Linked DNA regions of Capsicum annuum: region 2 is linked to region 1. The links are chromatin contacts, called in public Hi-C maps. All regions are on one chromosome and are shown on one strand. Each heading gives the region's core, a stretch centred on a gene start, on an enhancer-like site or on the middle of the called end of the contact. The rest is flanking DNA. Distances are from core to core; before and after follow the strand shown.

Evidence for each region. Hi-C and Micro-C count contacts between places; a contact is called where the count stands out from the background.
Region 2: a Hi-C map of leaf shows a contact between it and region 1, with 2.6 times the contacts expected there. The contact joins the promoter of LOC107870906 here to the promoter of LOC107870907 in region 1. A contact is called at or near these places in 3 of 5 Hi-C or Micro-C datasets (bud, leaf and placenta).

The regions. Positions count from the first base shown.
Region 1 is chr5:161,960,030-161,963,826 of UCD10Xv1.1, forward strand. LOC107870907 reads right to left here and starts at 1,533. Exons shown (of 4, transcript XM_016717602.2): 1 at 902-1,533. The coding sequence starts at 1,231.
Region 2 is chr5:162,190,588-162,194,358 of UCD10Xv1.1, forward strand. LOC107870906 (dnaJ protein homolog) reads left to right here and starts at 1,846. Exons shown (of 8, transcript XM_016717600.2): 1 at 1,846-2,084.

The DNA.
Region 1 (3,797 bases), core at 283-2,782:
AACTCTGTTAATTCTCTTTTTTAGAATTCAAAACTCATAAACTCAAAATAGCTTTGCGTTTGAGTGCCACAGTTACCAAAAGCTAAAAAGCACAAAAAAGCTACAACGTTTGTCGGGCCTTTAAGCACAAAGCCCAAATAAAGTGTGGGATTTAAAGACAAAAGATACAAATATGTATATATGTTTTGTCCCAAACGAATAATTATACGCATGAAAGACAAATATATGAAAGACAAATATATGAAGAAAGAAATTGAAAAAAAAATATAAGTGAAATATCAATGATTTAGTGTTGCCACTTCAGAATAGGCTCATTGGAAATGAAAACTGTCTTAGAACATTGATGACTAAAGCGAGGCAAAGCGCTCAACACATGTTGAGCCGCGCTTCAGGGCTTAAAGCACGCCTTCGATGACACTGCCCAGAATTCAATTTAAAAACACATGATTCAAAAATATCTTTTATTTTACTAAGCTCCGTGTCCGTGTCAATTCAAAATCAGACAAATGAGTTAAAACTGAGGGAGTATATAGTTTATACGGAACTCATAGACTCAAAATTCTAGCACTTCTGGGTGTCACATTATTCAATTTAAAACACATGATAAATTAAATTACTTTATCAAAACTTCTTAATCTTCGTTCTTCAAAATCAGATAAATAAATTTTAAAAAAAAGGACAAAGAGACTGAAGGAGTATATAGTTTATACCAAACTCATCAATTAAAAACCTAGCTTTGGGCCAAATAATTTAATTTAAAATCATATAACTCAAAAATATTTTATATTTTCTTAAAAATCGTGTCAAATTAAAATTATACAAATAAATTAAACTGATGAAATACACGCAACTCATAAACTCAAAACAAAATAAAAGATACGTAAAGAAATAGAAAACGTACTTTGACTTTAGACGGATCAATGATAACAGAATCAGAGTTGGATGACAACAAATTCGATTCCCCATTACGTTCCGCAACATCACAAAGAGCACGTACAACCTCAGCAGCTGTCTGCACACATCTCAAAAACGGCGAAACAAAAACCCGATGGATTTTCAAATCCATATTGGATCGGATCTTTTGACCCGTACAAAATGCACGGATCTTACCATCTTGATGCAGTGGTGGGTCCCACGGCCTTTCGGCTTTCATTACCCATAATTCTTCAAAGTTATCTAGACGATCACCGTGCCTCATTACGACGACGTTTTGATATTTTTGCGTCGCCATAATTGCTAGGAAGATATTGTTATTGTTATTGTATTTTTTTTTTTTTATTTAGTGCGATGAAGATTAGGACAATTTATATAGATAATGTATAATGCAGGTCAATTTCGATGTAATGAAAGTGTGAGAAATGAAGTTGGGATTTTTTTCTCTGTCTTGTTGAAGGTTCCTAGAAAGTCGATGGAAGAAGAAAGTTTGACAAACTTTTATAATCTCTCATATACCCCTAAACTTTGTGAAAAGGTTTAAATATGTTTTCCGTTATAAGTTTGGTTCAAATATATCTTTGCCGTCAAAGTTTAGGAGTAAATATGCCCCTAAATTTTGCGGAAAGGTCCAAATATGCTCTCCATTACAAGTTTGGTCCAAATATACCCTTAATGTTAAAGTTTAGAAGTAAATATACCCCTCAAACCATTAACTGCTTTGCTGAAAATTTACAAATTATTCTTTTTTTCTTTTTTTTTTAATTTTTTAATGGCCACGTAAGCAAATAATTGTCAAGTCACAAAAATTAAATTCACTCAATTCTTTTATATCCTGACCCGACCTTAATCCGACTCAAGACCCCTTTTATCCTCAATAATACCTTAACCCATTTCACTTTATCTTCTATGCAGTAACTTAGTCGGAGCTTAGTCTACCGTGGATGTGAGTAAATCAATATGCAAAATAGATTGCGTTGTTTCTGACTTAGTCTACATAATTGTGAGTAAAATTACCTGAGGTTTTGTGGAGAAAATTTGTCAGAAACAACACAATCTGCTTTGTGTATTGATTTACTCACATCCAGGATAGACTAAGCCCCGACTAAGTTATTATGTAGAAGATAAAGTGAAATGAGTTAGGGTATTATTGAGGGTAAAAGGGGTCTTGGGTCATATCTTGCTCCGGGTCAGGGTATAAAAGAATTGGGTGAATTTAATTTTTGTGACGTAACAATTATTTACTTACGTAGCCATTAAAAATTAAAAAGAAATAGAAAAAAGGGATTTGCAAATTTCCAGCAAAGCACTTAACGGTTTGAGGGGTATATTTGCTCTTAAACTTTAACATCGAGGGCATATTTAGACCAAACTTATAAAGGAGGACATATTTGGACCTTTTCGCAAAGTTCAGGGGCATATTTGCTCTTAAACTTTAACGGCGAGGGCATATTTGGACCAAACTTGTAACGGAGGGCATATTTAAACCTTTTTGCAATGTTTAGGAGCATATTTGACCCTTTTCCCTTACAAATATATACTTAATTTTAGTTGTTCGATTTAAAAAGTAAAAGAGGCGGTCATTTGTTTCATTTTTTATTCTGACGCTGCGAGTGAGTGAAATAAAAGAGAAAAAATTACGAGGACTGGTGTGGTGGTTCAGCATCTCATTCTTTAAGTAAAAAGTTGGGGTTCGATCCCCACCTCTGGTGAATGAAGAAAACTCTGTAGTCAGTTTTCTATCGCTTAGTGCGCTGATCATAAAATGAAGGATTAGTGTTACGGCTGCCGGTTGTGGAAATACCTTGGGAAACCAAAAAAAAAAAAAGTTAAGACTTTTCAGTGAGAATAGATTTAAAAAATTTATTAGTTTATTGTTAATTAAATTTATACTTTATTATTTTATTTTATGTGATATTATTTACTTTTCAAAAGTCAAATAATTTAAATTTAGACATTAAATTTTTAAATTTTTTAAAATGAAATTTAAATATTTAGAAATTAGGTAATATATATTATGAGATATAATAATTAACAATTTAAAATATAGAAAAAAACTAATGAATCAAAAATAAATTTATGTAAATCACAAAAATAAAAAATAACATATAAATTAGGATGAAAAAGCATATTTAAAGAATGATATAATAAAATATTTTATTTATATTAATTAAGAAAATATGCCAATAAATATTTTGGACAAATAAAGATAGCAGAAGTCATGAGTCACACGAGAGACTGCGATGGAACTTCTGTAATGGTGACTAAGTGGATATTTTATTCACCATTTATTATTGAGAAAAGGATAAAAAATATCCCTCTATTTTGATAAATTGACTAAATTTATTCTTAGTTATACTATGAGTTAAATATACTCCTGTTATTAGCAAAGTTATTAAAAATACCCCCGTTTTAATACTTATCTACCATGGCAAGATGAGAGTCATGTGACACGACATTTAGATGAGGTGAATGCCACCTCAACATCATTCTTTTTTTACTTTTAACTTTTTACTTTAAATTTTATTAATAATTTATTTTGTAAAAAAAGAAAATTTATAATATTAAAAAAATTAATGAAAAATATTTTTTCGGTGTCATGTCACACCACCACCAGTCCACCACAAACCATCACCTTTCTCCATTTTTCCGGCCAAGAGGCTGATGGTTTGGCCGAGCTTAAAGCTCGCCGTTAATGGTGTTGGCGCTAAACCCCAATGGATGGGAGATATTAACGGCAACAACGACGGAGGTTGTTCCTTGTTGTAAGGAGACACCAATGTATCAAAGCAGTAAACAATCATTTTTTTATATGCAAGCCATTTTTTCGCTCAATCAAGAATCAATCTTTCAATTATCAATTA
Region 2 (3,771 bases), core at 596-3,095, 230 kb after region 1:
TTAGGACTTTAGAGGACCCATTTTGCCATGAAAATCAGAAATATATTCACTTTATTTAGTATTTTTGAAGTGAAAAATAGAGTTGAAGTTGTGTTTGCCAATGGTATTTTACAAATGAGGTATTTTTGATCTTAAAAATATAAAAAGTAAAATAAATTTAAAAAAATTAGATTTTTATGAAAATTGAGTTACTTTATGAAATAAAGAAAATTAGACTTTTACAAAAAAAAACTAAATAGATTTAAAAGTGAATCCAAAAAAAGTGAAAACACCTTCTCAAGTGTTTTTCAAAAATATAAATATTATGAAAACGTATTCCAAAATATTGTGAATAATATTCATGGTCAAACGTCTCCTAAATATGTCATATATCTATTCTTAATATATAAGTGTGGATAAAGCTGTTGAAGAGGCAACTCATGGACAATATGTCTGCTTCAACCGTGGTTTTAATATATCATTCCTAACTAATTATTATAAATTATTTACGTATTATTAAATTAATAATATTTAATAAAAAATAAAATAGACATTTATGACATGTCTGCTTCAGCTACTTCAATCTTGATTTTACTATATCACCCATACTTCATTATTATAAGTCATTTAATTATTAAAAATTAATAATATTTAATAAAAAAATATAATAGGTATAAAATAATAAATTAACTCTTGATGATTTAAATTAATAATTAATTTGACATCTTATATGAAGTCAACTGAAATATTTTTACACAAGTATTTTTTATAGTAACTTTATTATATATCACTTCTAATTAGTTATTATAAGTTATTCAAGATATGACTGCTTCACTGCTTTAATCGTAATTTTACTATATCACCCTTAGTTAATTATTATAGATCATCTAAGCATTAGAAAGTTAATAATATTTTATAAAAAAGAGTAAAATAAACACAAAATGATAAGTTAACTGTAAATGTTTTAAATTAACTTGAGAACTTATATGTGGCCCAATTAAATTTTTTTCACAGTTATTTTTTATAGTAATTTTACTATATCACTTCTAATTAGTTATTATAAATTATTTAATAAGTATTATATAATAAACAATATTCAATAACAAAGTTAAAATAGATACAAAATGATAAATTAACAATGGTTGGATGAAGTATTTTACAATAGTAATATCTGTGTCAAAAAAGGAGTATAGGAATAATATATTTATTGACCGTGTTGGAATTATAAGAAATTTCGAAGTTCTTATTTACTTGAAAGGGTAATCTAGAAATAAATGAGTAACTTTTATTTTCATAATTAATCGATTTATATGATAAAAGATCATATCTATAACATTTTTTAAAATTATCTTTTTGGTTTGATAATGAATAGAGTTCAGAATCATTTTCTTTTTTGTAATGAATTAATTGGTCTAAATGATTAGATTAAAACAAAAAATTAAATACATAGTTTCGAGCTAAGATCTGAATGATCCAAAATTCAATTTTTACTAGGGACAAATAAATGAAGCATAAAATACATAAATAAACAAATTAAATTTTAAATTTTATTTCAATTAATGTGGCACCATTTGATTAAGCATGGAATAGAAAAAAATGAAATGCTATTTTAAAATTCATGCTATAAATAAACCTTAGACTATGTGGTTATAAAATATTTCATTAATAAATAATAAAAATTGTAAAAATAAATTATTTCTAAAAATAAAAGAAGGACATTCTTTTTTAAATAAATTAAAAAGTAAAATATATCATATAAATTAAAATAAAAAAATATAAATATTGCGTCCGCGCTCACGTGCGATGTGCCGCTAGTTTTTACATATATAAAGCAAGGACCATATCCATCAAGTATATACATTCCGTACAAAAATTGTGTAATCCCTCAATACATAAAGGACCATTTTGATAATTTTCTCAAACATTTTCCTCAGCATGTTGTGTTACGCCACCGCCCAAAAATGCAAACGAAAACCTCGAACAAGAAGGAAAACACATGTCCTCTTCCCCTTGTATGCAAGTTCAATAAGATAAGAAAAAGAAAGGCTGCTCCTCATTTTTCCTCTGTAATAAAACTCTCTTAGAAAACCCTTTTCAATTTCGAGGTACTTTTTCTTCCTGTAGCTACAAATCGTTGGTCCTTTTTTTTTATTGCTGTTTTCTTGAAAATCTAATTCTTGGTTGTCTTTTGAATTGCATGTTAACTTCTTTATGTTTTTAAAAATTAATTTTCGGTCTCTTTTTTACTAGTTCAGCTGTAAAGTAGGTTTTTTTTTTTTTTTTCCACTCTGTCTTATTTGCTTGTCCTTTTTATTCTTGACTTATGGTGATTTGGAGTTGTTGCAATTATTGTGAATTTCTTTTTCCTCTTTATTCATTGGTGCAACTGGTAAAGTTACTTTCATGAGGTCATGGGTTTTGGGTTTTGAGACGTAGAAACAGTTTCTTGCAGAAATGTAAGGTAAAGACTAAAGACTGTGATAGACCTTCTCTATAGCGAGAGCTTGGTGCAGCTTGCTGCCTTTTATTTTCTTATTCGTATGTGAAAATTTGGATTATAGTTTCTGTGTGTAGTTCAGCTGTAAAGCTGGATTCTTTGCATCTTGTTTCTATCTTATTAGCGGAAAGATAAGTGACATTAGAATAACGAAGTTGGTGAACTTAATAGGGAATTTTGGAGCTTGAATTTTTTTTTGGGATATTTAGATGCTAACTCCTAAAAAGTGCAGGCACAATTAAACGAAATAATTTGTTGTCTGGCGTGTGGCCTAGTGGTCAATGAAGTGGGTTGAGCACCATGACGTCTCGGGTTTATATTCCAGAAAAATCAAAACACTAAGTAATTTCTTTCTATCAAGTCTAGTCTTGATGGATAGAATCACTTGGTACCTGTTGCTGCTGCTGCTACCTGATGTTGATGGGCGGTGGTGGTGGTAGGTATCCCGTGAATTATTTGAGGTGAGTGATAAAATTACCTGTTGCTCAGGGTTTGAGCTGTAAAAATAGCCTCTTGTAGAAATGCAGGGTAAGGCTAACTACAATATACCCAGGGCGGATTTAGGGGTAAGGTGGGAACCCAGTAACTTTCGTGCGGATCTTGTATTTATATTGAGAAATGTAGTAAATATATAAAAATTATAAGTTGGTAACCCACAATGAAGTGTGCTATTGGTCTAGTGGCAAAGAAGGTGCTTACTGGAGCATTGTTGCCCTCTTGGTTGTGGGTTCTAACCCCATCTGTCACTTTCTTTTGGATTTTTATTTTGGTCAAGGAACCCACAAGCTTAAAATTCTAGATCCGCCTCTGAATAGACCTTTGTGGTTCGGACCATAGTAGGAGCTTAGTGTAACGTGCTGCCTCCCCTCCTCTCCTCCATTACTCGTGTGAAAATTTGGATTGGAAGTTTCTCTGTGTAGTTACGGCTGTAAAGTTTGATTCTTTGCATCTTGTTGGCATCTCATAGTGGAAAGGTAAGTGGCATTAGAATAATGAAGAGGTCTTGGTGAACTTATAGGGAATTTAGAATCTTGAAAAGTTTGTTAAGTTTGTTGGGATATTTAAATACTAATTCCAAAAAGGTGCTGGCACCATTAAAAAGAATTAATTTGTTGTTTGGCACCCAAGGGTGTTGTCTAGTGTTCAGTGAAATGGATTGAGCATCATGAGGTATTAGGTTCAAATTCCAGCTGTGACAAAACGTTGAGTGATTTCTTTTCATCTGTTCTAGTCTCGTGGATAGAATTACCTAGTACCTGCTGCTGATTGGAGGTGGTGGGTACTGTGTAGAATTA